Regions from separate parts of the Sus scrofa genome. Here region 1 is linked to region 2. Evidence: chromatin contacts called from public Hi-C data. All regions are on one chromosome and are shown on one strand. The core of a region is the stretch at or near the end of the contact, and the rest is flanking DNA. Distances in the headings are between cores, read along the strand shown. Region 1 holds the start of SPNS1 (sphingolipid transporter 1 (putative)). Region 2 holds the start of ATP2A1 (ATPase sarcoplasmic/endoplasmic reticulum Ca2+ transporting 1).

Region 1 (6,612 bases), core at 3,507-6,006, 82 kb after region 2:
TCGCTCAGTGGGTTAAGGAGCTGGCGTCGCTGTGGCTGTGGCGCAGGCCGCCAGCTGCAGCTCTAATTGACCCCCCAGCCTGGGAACTTCCATATGCTGTGAGTGTGGCTCTAAAGGGCAAAAATTAAAATAAAATAAAATAGTAAAACAAAATAAAACAGTAAAATAAAGTAAAATAAAATAACATAGTAAAGCAAAATAAAATAAAATAAATTCTGCCTGAAAGGCCTATGAACTACTTAACAGCCTGTTTGTCCAAAGCACATCCTTTTTCCAGCCTTGATGTCTTCTCTGAGGCACAGGGTACTTTATCTGGTTATTGCCTAAATCCCTGGTCTGCTGCACTGAGTGCTCTGTCAGTCAGCAGCTACAGTGGGTTAATCTTTGGAGACTTGGATGGAGCGTGAAATGCTCTTTGCTCTCCTTTTGTTGGCAGAGTTCAAGGACCGCTCTCAGAGAGGCTCTCAAACCTTGTTGACCAGGTCAAATGCCCCTGCTATCCGGTCCTTATAATACATACCAGACTCGGAGTTCCCGTCATGGCGCAGTGGTTAAAGAATCCAACTAGGAACCATGAGGTTGTGGGTTCAGTCCCTGCCCTTGCTCAGTGGGTTAAGGATCCGGCGTTGCCGTGAGCTATGGTGCAGATTGCAGACGTGGCTCGGACCTGCGTTGCTGTGGCTCTGGCGTAGGCCGGGGGCTACAGCTCCGATTCGACCCCTAGCCTGGGAACCTCCATATGCCGCAGGAGCGGCCCAAAGAAATAGCAAAAAGACAAAAAAAAAAAAAAAAAAAAATACATACCAGACTCTTTTGTGCTACTTGTCATAGAAATTCCCCAAGAAATTCCAGGAGTACCTGTTGTGGCGCAGTGGAAACGAATCTAATAACCATGAGGTTGGGGGTTCAATCCCTGGCCTCGCTCAGTGGGTTAAGGATCCAGCGTTGCCGTGAGCTGTGGTGTAGGTAGCTGGCAGCTGTAACTCTAATTTGACCCCTAGCCTGGGAACTTCCATATCCCACAGGTATGGCCCTAAAAAGAAAAAGAAATTCCACATGTACTTATATTCCAGAAATACAATTCCAAAGCAAATGGAGCAAAAACTTGGCTCTACTTGAAACCAATAGGTCTGTATGGACAAAGTGATTTTTCTGACCTTAAAGGAAATTTAATTTTGAGATCCATCTAATTAAAAGGGACTTGTGGAGTTCCCGCTGGGCTGCAACAGGATCAGGATTGGTGGTGTCTCTACATTGGATTTCCAGGCCGGCACAGTGAGTTACAGGATCTAGCACTGTTGCAGGTGCAGCTTGTATCTGATTCCTGGCCCGGGAACTCTATATGCCATGGGGTGACCAAAAAAGAGGGAGAAAAAGGAACCTGTACTTGGAGAAGAGCCAAATATTCTTCCCATTTGGCAAAACCAAGTAGCATAAAAATACTTGCCTTTATAACCAGAGTTTTATTTTCATTAATGTCCAGAGGTATTGTGTTTGGACCTCAGGCTTTTTTTTTTTTTTTTTTTTTTTTTGCTTTTAGGGTCACAACCTTGACACATGGAAGTTCCCAGGCCAGGGGTCGAATGTGAGCTGTAGCCACTGGTCTACACCACAGCCACAGCCACATCAGATCTGAGCCTCATCTTTGACCTAAACCATAGCTCACGGCAATGCTGGATCCTTTAACCCACTGAGCAAGACCAGGGATCAAACCTGCTTCCTCATGGATACTAGTCAGGTTCTTTTTTTTTTTTTTTTTTGTCTTTTTGCTATTTCTTTGGGCTGCTCCCACTGCATATGGAGGTTCCCAGGCTAGGGGTCGAATCGGAGCTGTAGCCACCGGCCTATGCCAGAGCCACAGCAACGCGGGATCCGAGCTGCGTCTGCAACCTACACGACAGCTCACGGCAACGCCGGATCGTTAACCCACTGAGCAAGGGCAGGGACCAAACCCGCAACCTCATGGTTCCTAGTCGGATTCGTTAACCACTGCGCCACGACAGGAACTCCCTAGTCAGGTTCTTAATGCTCTGCTCCTCAAAGGAACTATTTTAAATCTACAGTTCAATAAGTTTTAGTGGACGTATACATCCTACAGACGTTTCGGGTGCCTCTTTGTACCTCTCCCTCCCCCTGACCCTAGGCAACCACTAGTCTGCTTTGTCACTTTAGTTTTGCCTTTTCTGGATTTTTGTACAAATGGAATAATACTGTATGCAGTCTTTTGTGTCGGGGTCTTTCACTTGGCACAATGTTTTTGAGATTTATCCATATTATGTGTAGCATTGATGGATATATGCTTCACCTGTTGATGGATACTTGTTTTTTTGGTTTTCATTTTATGGCTATTACAAATAAGGCTTCTAATGAACCTGAATTTTGCATACAGGCTTTTGTTTGAACATGTTTTCATTTCTCATGGATAGCTACCTAGTAGTGGAGTTGATCGGTCACATGGGAAGTGTATACTTAATATTTTTTTAGTGTCTGTTTAATTTTAATTTTAATTTTTTTGTCTGTTTAATTTTTAAAGAAAAACTGCGAATTCGCTTCCCAAAATAGCTGTACTATTTGCAATTCCCATAAATACTGTATGAAGGTTTTAGTTTCTCCATATCATTTCCAGGATTTTATCAGGTCCTTTATTTTTTCTTTGTTTAAGCCATTCTAGTATAGTAGTATCTTAATGTGGTTTTAATTGTATCTTCCTTAATGACCAATGGTGTCATATTCTTGTTGGCCATTCATTTATCTTTTGCGAGATGTCTGTTCAAATCTTTTGCCCACTTAAAAAATTATGTTTTTTAGTGTTCGTCGTGGCTCAATGGAAACAAATCTGACTAGTATCCATGAGGATGTAGGTTTGACCCCTGGCCTTGCTCAGTGGATTAAGGATCCGGCATTGCCGTGAGCTGTGGTGTAAGTCACAGACGCAGCTTAGATCTGGCGTTGCTGTGGTGCAACGGGATCAGCGGTGTCTAAGGAGCACTGGGATTTGGGTTCCATACCTGGCCCTGCAGTGGGTTAACGATCTGGTGCTGTCACAGCTGAGGCTTGGTCTCAACTGCAGCTCAGATCTGATCCCTAACCTGGGAATTTTACATGCCTCGGGGCAGCCAAAAAGAAAAAAAAAAGTTCTTTAGGGAGTTCCCATTGTGGCTCAGCAGGTTAAGAATCAAACAAGTATGAAGATGAAGGTTCAATCCCTGGCCTCGTTCAGTGGGTTAAGGATCTGACATTGCAGCAAGCAGCAGCGTAAGTCACAGACAAGGCTCGGATCTGGTGTTGCTGCGGCTGTGGTGTAGGCTGGCAGCTGCAGCTCCGATTTGACCCCTAGTCTGGGAACTTCCATATGCCATAGGTGTGGCCCTAAAAATAAAATAAATAAGTAAATAAATAAAAGTTCTTTATACACCTGGATATAAGTCACTTGTTGGATACATGCTTTGCAAATACTTCCTTCCAGTCTGTGGTTTGCCTTTTCATTTGACAGGTGCAATTTTACATGTGTATGGATAGCTGTCCCCTTCAGATAAGCTCCAGATAAATCTGCATTTGCCTGACACCGGATACAATGCCAGGCATAGAGTACACGCTCAACAGTACTGAGGAAATTCAGTGAATACAATCTGAAATCCCTCTCCATCTCTTTCTTTTAGGCCCACATGGCAGACTAGGCTTAATGTTCTGAAACATGAAGTACCTCCTGGGGCAATACCAAGTAGGTCCGGGACTCAGGTTTCAGGTAAGGCCTCTTGGGGGCCTCAAGATCTTAGGAGACTAGAATTTCAGCAGAGGGGCTTAGAGGTCTGGTTGGAAGAGGGATCTTGAAGTTGTATTTGCATAGAACTTCACTAATTTTACTTAGAGTGTATGTTTATCAGCTGTAGCTTGGTGATTGGGGCAGGGAGGTGCCAAGCAACCAAGCTGTTTTGGTGCCAAGGCTCTGTAGTCTTTGAGCCCAGTCTGCAGCTTGGCCTCCTGAGCCCCTGACTGTTCCAAGAGAGACCATTAGAAGGCGCAAGGGCTTCGGTCCCGTTAGAGGTGAGGGAAAAACCGACTCCACACGCGGTGGATAAATTCTGGGGAGGCTTTCTTCAACGCCTGCAGGGAAAGCTCAGGGGTTTAGAGGGAGCTGACCGGGGCCAGGCAAGAGGCCAGGACTGGGAGCCGCTGTTCACCATTCATTCATCACTGAGCATGTATGAAGCCCCAAACGGACACAGAAGGTAAGAGCGTAAGAACTGTTCCTTGCATATGGAGTTCCCAGGGGTCGAATGTGAGCTGTAGCCACCGGTCTACACCAGAGCCACAGCAACGCGGGATCCGAGCCGCGTCTGCGACTTACACCACAGCTCACGGCAACGCCGGATCCTTAACCCGCTGAGAAAGGCCAGGGATCGAACCCGCAACCGCATGGTTCCTAGTTGGATTCGTTTTGGCTGTGCCAGGACGGGAACTCCAATTTCCAGACCCTTTTAACATTCCATTATCTAATCTGATCTCGTTCGATAAGAAGCAGGCCTTGCAGATAAGGAAGCCGAGATTCAGACGGGCAGGGACTCGCACTAGGTCACCTAGACTCCTTTAGGTCGTCTGTCGGTCCTGCCTGAAAAACTGGGTGGAGAGCTCCCGCTGCGCCCTCAGTCACGTGATGCGAGAGCGGCTGAGAAGCCGCAGGGGCGCGCGCGGCCTCCGTAGTCGCGTCGGGGCTGACCCACCTTGGCGTTCACCGCCCCCAGCCCAGCTCTGGTGTCACATGACCGGCTCTTAGGCAACATGGCGGCGGCCGTGGGGCAGAGCCGGGGCTGAGGGATCGCGAGTGGGCTCCTACCGGGGGTGAAGGGTGCCTCAGCTGGGGGAGTAGGGGACTCGAACCTCAACCCATTCCTGTCCCCGACCTCACCGGGTTCCACTCTTCTCCTCCGCGCGGTGTGTCTGCCGGGGCGGGGACGCATGATAGAGCCCGGGTTCCATCCCCGGTGCTCTGGGCTTCGGGGCAAGCTCCTCCCGGTCTCCCGGCGCACCTGCTTTGCCTGGGTTCCCCCTCCATCCTCCTTTCTCCAGCCTCCTCCCCACGCAGGGATCGTCAGTGGGACCGGAGCGCGGGCGGGCGCGACCCCCCGGGACCATGTCCGGGTCCGACTCCACGCCCTTCCTCAGCCAGGCGGATGACACGGATGACGGACCGGCGCCCGGCATCCCGGGCTTGCCGGGGCCCATGGGGAACCCGAAGTCCGAGGATCCCGAGGTCCTGGACCGGGAGGGACTGCAGCGCATCACGGGCTTGTCTTCAGGCCGCTCGGCTCTCATAGTGGCGGTGCTGTGCTATATCAACCTCCTCAACTACATGGACCGCTTCACCGTGGCTGGTACTGACTTCAGGGAGAAAGTTAGAAGAGGGGAAGGGAGCGGGTTTCCGAAGGTGGGGCGGCCTCGGCCAGCGCATCCTGAGTCTTCTTCTTCCCAGGCGTCCTTCCGGACATCGAGCAGTTCTTCGACATCGGAGACGGTAGCTCCGGCCTCATTCAGACCGGTGAGTGGAGGTTCCCTCCTGGGGGCACAGCAGATCTTTTATCTTGTCTACTCCAGTTGGGGCTGCATCCTGGCATGCCTGGGGAGTCATTTGTGCGAGGTACCGTGGCCAGAGGGCTGTGATTTTTGCCCTGAGGCGGTCCTGTTGAGTTAGGAGCCATATTTACAGAGAATTAAAGAGGGAGTCAGTTCATTGTCACGGTGAAGTCAGACCTGGGTTTCAATCTCAGCTTTCCACGTAATGTGATCGCTGGCAAGGCTCTCAATCTCTCTAAGCCTCACTTTCCTTGTGGGTGAGATGGAGTTCGTAATAACCCAGCTCACCCCTTGGGACCGATGTGAGGGTTAGATGAGATAGTGCTGGTGAAGTGCATAGGACAGTGTTGGAAAATGCTGGGCACCCAGTAAATAATGGAGCAGAGTGTCTGGAAAGGGGAGAGGTGAGTTTTACTTGTTCAGAACTTGGGATTTGTGGGAGGGCCAAAGCCAGGGCCAAGTCTCTTTTCCTTCCTTCTCTCCTTCATTTCTGTGCTGGTAGCAGGTGGAGGCCCTGGAGCTAATAACATCCAAAGAACTTGGCCAAACCTTTTACACCCATTGTCTTCTAATCCTTTTATCAGCCAAGGAATCCTTATTATTATTTTATAGAGGCAGTAGGTAGTATTATCTGCATTTATATAAAGAAACTGAGGCTAGGAGAAGAGTTAAGACTTGCCTGGGGTCACACAACAAAAGGCAGAAGAGGAGTTGGAAACCAGGTTTTGCAGTGTTTTTTTTTTTTTTTTTTTTTTTTTTTTTTTTTTTTGCTGCCCTCCAGGCTGCTAAGGAACTGGAGGTATTTAAGCCAACGTTCCATGGAATGAAAATGAGATCATAGGTCCAGGTCTGCAAAGCTCTTAAAAGTTGTTGAGTTTAGGGGAGCTCCCATTGTGGCTCAGTAGAAATGAATCTGACTAGTATCCACGAGGATGTGGGTTTGACCCCTGGCCTCACTCAGTGGGTTAAGGATCCGGTGTTGCTGTGAGCTGGGGTGTACGTCACAGACAAGGCAGCTTGGATCTGGTGTTGCTGGGCTGT
Region 2 (6,982 bases), core at 2,339-4,838:
GGTGTAGGCTGGTGGCTATGACTCTGATTGGACCCCTAGCCTGGGAACCTCCATATGTGCAGGAGCGGCCCTAGAAAAGGCAAAAAAAAAAAAGGGGGGGGGACCCTTCATCTAGGTTGGAGTGGCCGACATGATTTGGTTGGCCTGGCTAATGTTTCTATTGAAACGTCACTCAAAAGTTCAGATTACTGGTTTCTTTTCAAAATCAGAGGCTGGAGTCTCACATGGTACCCACTTTCCGCATCGGCTCCATCCCCACCAGCCCCGCTTGGCTGCGCCTAGCAAGGACTGTGGGCACTGGAGTTGGCAATGTCTCCCCATCCCCACCCCCCGTCCCCCTCCCCCATTAGACCCAGGCTCTGTTCTCTGAACTGAACTGGGGCTCTGCCCTCCCCTGACGGGAGGCACCCCTGGGCTTCCCATCTCTGGGGGGAGGCTCTAACAAGGGGGGGCGGGGTTCTGAAGAGCCCCACCTATCTTGTTGGCCCTCTGCCTTCTCCCCTCTGTCCAGCTCTGCCTCTTTCCCCCTCGCAGGCAGTCTGGAGTCTATATGCCCCTCAGCCTCTGCCCCCACCTCCAGGAGGCCCTACCCGTGCTCATGACCTTGCTATTCTGGGCCTTGCGTCCTGTTGGGAGATGGACAGGAGACAGCTGGGCTCACGGGCCACCCAGGCCGGGGGCTAGCCGGGGGAAGCCTGCCGTCTCTCCTGGTTCTGTCTAATCCCCGGGGCTCCCCCAAACCTTGGCCTCAGGGAGGGAATTGGCCTGGCAGAGGGCGGGGCGGAGGGCGGTGGTGGTTTGGGGATCTGGATGCTGTGTTCTCAGAGTGAGATGGCGAGTGAAGGCGTTGACGCCCCAGGGTAAGCAGGACCTGATCCTCTTCTAATCTAGCAGCAACTGGTGCAGCGAGGCTCCCTCCCGCCCCCAAAACCCTGCCACCCTTCAGGGACTTGGCTTCTGAAGATGGGTGCGGGAAGGGTACAAGGACCCAACCCCCCCACTCCACCCCCACCCCACCCCACCCCAAATTTGCATGAGTTGGCTGCAGAAGCCTAAGAGACAGTCTCCTGTAAGCCGGTCTTTATGGATGTTCAATTGAAGTTCAGAACCGGTCGGGGATTGGCCAGGCTCTAGCTGGGTGTCCTTCCTCTCCCATCCTCAGCCGGGGAAGGGCACCTTCCAACTCTGGGCCTGGAGACCCTAGAGGGAGGGCTTGCCTCCATCCCAGGTCACACCCCAGCCTCCCTGAGGATGAGCCTTTTGCAGCTTCTTGGCTGGTGGCTTTCCCTCTCAGGCGTCTCTCTCCCCTCTGGGAAGTTGAGGGAGGCAGAAGTGAATAACCTTAAAGGGCCCCGTTGGCAGCTCTATCCTGTAAAGCCTGCCCCCTTCCCTCGGCCTCAGGTTCTCAAGTCCCTTGAAGCCCAGATCTCTTCCGTCTTTCCGTCCTCTCCCCCTTCTCCATGTTTGGGCATTTCCTGCTCTTTTAAGACAGTGCCCCTGTCACTCCTCCAGGTGGTGGTGGGGAGAAGCCAGCCAGCACCCACAGGAGGCTTGGCAGATGCTGAGCCTGACTCTGGCCTGAGAAGGTGGGTGCCTGGCCAGGTGGAGTTTCTGTGGATGTGACCCCAACACGCCCACCCCATTGTCTGAGCCCCCACCCTGGTCACAGTCACCGCAGGACTCGGCTTCAGGGAGGGGGTTGTTGGAACCACAAAAAGGAGTGGGGGAGGAGCACCGTGTCCTCAACTCACCCCAGAGGCCGCCACCCCCCCATCCAGGCAGAAGAAAGGATGGCTATGGTGGGGGGGGGCTGAGTCCTTCAGTGCCATCCATCCTGCTGGCTCAGTCACCGTCCCCCCCCCCAAAAAAAGCGGGGCTTCCTTTTCCTTTGCCCCGCTGTCTCCTAGGCCATTGCCTACTTAGGAGCCTGAGCACCAGACAGAGAAGCAGCCTTGAGAACCCCGCGGTCCATCCGCCTCCCTGTTCATTTCAGGAAACCAAAGCCTAGACCAAGGAAGGACTTGAGGGCAGGGCCCCGAGGCCGCTGCTTCCCCTCACCTCTTCCCATTCTCTCCCTGACCCTTTCTCCTCTCTCTGCCCTCCTCCTCCCCTGCCCACACCCCGTGCTACCCTCCGTGTGCTCCTGCTCCTGCCGCAGCTGCCCTCGTTGCAAACCAAAAGATGCCCCGATGCTGCTGGAGCAGAGGTGGGGGTGGGGCTGGCGTTAGAGCAGCTGCTTCTCCGAGGAAGCTGATACCCAGGCCAGCCGTTCAGCAACAACTTGTGGCTTTGCACCCAGCCCTGGGCCCCCACCCACCTGGCTGCCACATGCCAGCTCCCTGCCGTCCCTTTTCCCCACCGCTCCTCAGACTTCCCTCTGACCCTCGCGGCCCCGTCTCTCTGCCCCCTGCTCTGTCTGTCCTTATTTCCCCTAGACCTGTCCCCATCAATCTGCCTGCCGGCCATTCCTCTAGTCTGGAGCCTCTGCTTTACCCCCTCCCCCAGGGGCCCCTTGCCATGATGCCCCTTTCCTCCGGCCTCTGCCCACGGGGTGTGCCCAGCACCTGAGCATGCAGCGCTGGTCCTCGCTCGCTGTCTGCTAGCACAGCTACGCCACCTGGGGTCTGCCACGTAAACCCCGCATTTCAAAGACTGCCTGGGGTGGGATGAGGTGACCCTCATTCTGTGACTTAGGGTGACCCCTGCCCCCATTCGGAAACATTGATCCCTCCCCCTCTGCCATCAGCACATTCTGTAGGCTCTTGGATTACCCGGCTGTCTGGGTATCCCATTTTCTTGGTAGGGGGGGGATTCCCTGTCAGGGATGGGGGGGCCCAAAGGCTCCGTTCCCAGAGGCTGACTTAGAGCAATGGGGCGTGGGGGGGGGGTTGGGGGAGAGACAGGCCGTCCTGGCTTTGGTCACCAGGGCCTGGACACTAAATCCCTTGTTGATGGCTGCAGCAAGCCCTCCCTAGGGTAGGGTTACCATCTTCTGCCCTGTCCCCTGACCCTCTCCCCTCCTTCCTTCCCCTGGTCCCTCTAGAGCCACTTCCTCTCACCCCCAAAGGATGTTCTCCCTCTTTTCAAGTCCTGGAGGGTTGGAGTATCTCTGCTGCCTTTTCCACAAACTAAGGAAGGAGGAGACTGTGGCTGTAGGAACAGGTTCAGAGAGGATGAGGCAGCGGGGTGGGGGTGGGGGGTTGAAGGAGGGAGCGCAGGAAAATGAGAGATGAAGGCCTGAGAGGAGACGTGGCCTTAAGAAGGGGAGAGGGGGAGGTTGGAATAGGAAGTTCAGTGCAGCTGAAGAAGTCGAGGCAATTTCAGGAGGGCTCACCCCTGAAGACAGAAAGCGAAGTCTCTCCCTACCCCCCCCCTTCCCTGGGGCTGGGGCCACCTTAGCTTCCCTCATGAGTGACATCTCAGGCTGCAGCCCCACTGTTCCCCCTCTGTCAGCAGAAATATCTCTCTCTTCTGACCCCTCCTGCTGGAGTCTCAGCCAGCCAATCCCTGATCTGGGGGAGGGGGGAGCCTGCCCCCCCCACTCCCTCATAAGGACCAGCTGGGGGCTGGGGGGGGTGGCCGGCTGCTGCAAGTGGGACTGGGGTCAGAGCTTCGTGGAGGGAAGAATAAGCTGGGGGGGGTAGGAGAGAGAGAGGAAGAAACCCAGACGGACAGGCAGGTGGACACACTGAGGAAGGCCCCCCACGCGTGAGGAAACCCCCCCAGAAGGAACAGACCGCCCCCTGGCCCCCAGGAAGGGAGCACCATGGAGGCTGCACACTCCAAGACCACAGAAGAATGTTTGGCCTATTTTGGGGTGAGCGAGACCACAGGCCTCACCCCGGACCAAGTTAAGCGGCATCTGGAGAAATACGGCCACAATGGTAAGTGTCCCTTGCAGGAGAGGCCGGTCGTGCCCTCCCGCATCTGCACAACACACACATGGACTCACACTCACACACCAGGGCCTTGCGCTCCAGGGGATCCTAGGGAGGAGACAGGTCATGGACCAATGACTGCAGGGGAGGGGAGGATACTGAGAAAACAGGGTCCCTGAGACCCAGAGATTGGAGAAGTTCTATGGATAACCTTGGTGAACCTCAGCTGCCCTTTTGGTGGCCTGATTCTCTTACCTTAGCCACAAAGTCCTGGGTGCGGGCGGCATTGCACTGAATGCCAAATGAATGTGTCCTTTTCTTCTTTCTCTCTGGGCAGAGCTCCCTGCTGAGGAAGGTAAGTTCCACCTCTTCCCCTCTGTGCCCCACTCCCTTCTTCCTGCCCTCTCCTTCTGACTCCTGGGACAAATGTTCCTCCCCAAAGGTTAGAGCCTGGCCCGGGGCAGAAGTTTCCGGGCACTTTCTCCTTGAGGCATCCAGCCCTTGAACAACTGCCCACTCCTTGGAGGAGCCTGTTTTTGGACTCCTGGCCTGTTCCCTCAGCCCTTTTCTCAGCATCAAATGGCCTGCCCATCACCACAGACCCTTTCTGCTCCAGGCTGGATCCCAGCCTGCACCCAGAGTCCCAGCCGGTCATCTGTTAGACCTTAACCCCGAGGGCTCCCTCCCCTTGCTTCTTCCCCCAGGGAAGTCCCTGTGGGAGCTGGTGATAGAGCAGTTTGAAGACCTCCTAGTGCGGATCCTTCTCCTGGCCGCCTGCATTTCCTTTGTAAGTGTGGGAGGGCCTCTGGGGGCTGGCTGGGGCTGTGGGTTGGGGGGATCTGGAGAGTCTGCTGGCGACCGGCTCCAAATCATGGGTTCCTCTAGTCCGAGCCTTCAGCATCCTATTCTCCAGACCAGAACCGAGAGAGGTGGGGTGACGCTGATTTGCATATTCCTCTGTCCTCCCCCACACCCCACAGGCAGGTTTTATTTTAAGCTTTAGGGTGTTCTCAGCCAAAACATTGAAGCTAAGCCGCCCCCGGAGCTTCAAGGGCTCCGAGGTCTCGGGTTACCCCCCTAAGCGCTCCGCGGCTGGGCTCCACGGCTCACACGCCGCCGCTGAGGTTCCCAGGCCACCACTGCTCCCGGCATGCCGCGGGACGCACAAACCGCTCCACCAATCCCTGAGCATCCTGACACCCCGGCCCCGCCCTCCTGGCGCTGATTGGTTGAAGCAAAGACTCCCTCCCAGAGGCGGGAAAAAGCGGCTGGTGCCAGGGTGACTCCAAAAGCACCTAATGGCCCAGACCCCTCATCTGTCTCTGAGCTTCGCCTCCCAACTCCCCCCATCGGGGCTGGAACTCCGGGATCCCCCTCCTCACCCACCTGACCTGACCTGACCCTTCCCCCTCACAGCCTCAGGGCCGCCCCCACCGCCCTCTTAAGGCCCTGGCACCTCTCCTGCCCTGGAGCTCCCCTCAGCACCCACCATCCCAGCATCCAGCCTGCATTTGAGAGTTTCTTCCTTAACATCTTAGTTCTCAAAGACAAGACTCTGGAGGCCCCAAAGTCCCCGTGTCCCCTGGTCTCTATAGTGGAGGCCCCGTGGGCCCCTGAGTACTAGCTGGCAGGGCCTCCCTTCTCCTTCTCAGATTTGCTCCTTGACATTTGCCTGGGGCTGTTGCCTGGCAGTGGCAACAGCTGGGGTGGGGTGTGTACAGGAGGCCCCGTAACACTATCCCCCCCTCCTGCTCCCTCTTGAAATTGGAGCTTCCCTGCCTCGTCTTGCTGTGGGGGAGGGCCATGGGTGGGCCCAGCGCCTGCAGGGACCACAGGGTCTTGCCTAGCGCGTTTTGGCTCCTGTGGGATGGATGTGGCTCAGGGGGCAGTTGGCCTGGGTGTCCCCGGAGCTTCGTTTACAAGCCAACTACTTGGTCAGGGAAACCTGAAAGCATTCCCAGCTAATCCCTGAGCTGTGCATGTCTGTGCCCGCCTGTGCCCGCTGAATATCAGCAACCGCCGGGCTCGTGTGAGTCTGGGCCATGGAGCGTGTCGGCCCTCAAAGCGACGTGGGGCGGCGGTGCTCCTGTGATGCCCCGTCCCATTTGCTCCTGTGCAGGTTCTCACCTCCATTTCTTCTCCTCACCCCTGTGGGGGGGGGGAAGAGTGTGGGGGGGCTTAATTACCCATTCTCCTCCCTTCCCTTGTTCCCAGGTGCTGGCCTGGTTTGAGGAAGGCGAAGAGACAGTCACTGCCTTTGTCGAGCCCTTTGTCATCCTCTTGATCCTCATTGCCAACGCCATTGTGGGAGTTTGGCAGGTTAGCTTTGACGCTGCCTCATTCCTTCACATCCTGACACTGAACACTGAACGTGAGGCCAGCCTCCGTCCCCGTCTCCTCCTCCTCCTCCTCCTCCATCACCTCCCCTGGGCTTGCCTTGTTCTCTGGTCCTTTTGCTCAGTTTGGAAAAGGAACAGAACATTGGAAGGACGGGGGGGGGGGGGGGACTGGTCCCTACTGTCACTTGCTGGCTGTACAACCCTGGGCAAGTTCCTTCATCTCTCTGAATCTCAGTTTCCTTGTCTATAAAATGAGGCTCATCATCCCGGCCCTCAGAATTGTGGTGACACGTAACAAGACAATGAGTGTGAACGTGCCCAGCCCTGTGTGTGGCCTATGGGAGGATTTCTGCAAATGCTAGTTTGATGTCCTTTTTTCTCTTACCTTATACCATCCTCTGCTTTTCCTATCCCCTGCTTTCTGATTTTTTTTAAATTCTCCTTCCAAACTCCTCTGCCTGTTCTAGGCTGTGAGTCAGTTTCCTGAACACACACATGCACACACACACCCCTTCATGTTGGGTCGGGGGTGGGGGGGGGATTGTCTTCTTCCCTGGGCCAGGAGCCAGGACTGCATAACCTGCCTCCTTCCCTGTGATGCCCCCACTTCCCCCGGGGACTCCGGTCCCTACTCTTCTGAACCTACACCACTTGCATCCTCCAGGACCAGTGCCCTCTCATCCCACCACCTCCCTTCCTCTGCCAACCCTCCTCTCCTCAACCCTGTCCCCCCAGGAGCGGAATGCAGAGAATGCCATTGAGGCT

What was found. A called contact is a pair of places that touch in the nucleus more often than the background predicts.
Region 1: a Hi-C map of skeletal muscle shows a contact between it and region 2, with 3 times the contacts expected there. The contact joins the promoter of SPNS1 here to the promoter of ATP2A1 in region 2. A contact is called at or near these places in 3 of 47 Hi-C or Micro-C datasets (embryonic fibroblasts, liver and skeletal muscle) and 2 of 2 datasets of contacts at active chromatin or transcription factors (alveolar macrophages and skeletal muscle).

What each region holds. Positions count from the first base shown.
Region 1 is chr3:18,624,890-18,631,501 of Sscrofa11.1, forward strand. SPNS1 (sphingolipid transporter 1 (putative)) reads left to right here and starts at 4,757. Exons shown (of 13, transcript NM_001243020.1): 1 at 4,757-5,372; 2 at 5,471-5,536. The coding sequence starts at 5,132.
Region 2 is chr3:18,544,405-18,551,386 of Sscrofa11.1, forward strand. It overlaps ATP2A1 (ATPase sarcoplasmic/endoplasmic reticulum Ca2+ transporting 1), which reads left to right and starts at 3,589. Exons shown (of 23, transcript NM_001204393.1): 1 at 3,589-3,884; 2 at 4,216-4,233; 3 at 4,583-4,665; 4 at 6,093-6,197; 5 at 6,953-6,982. The coding sequence starts at 3,767.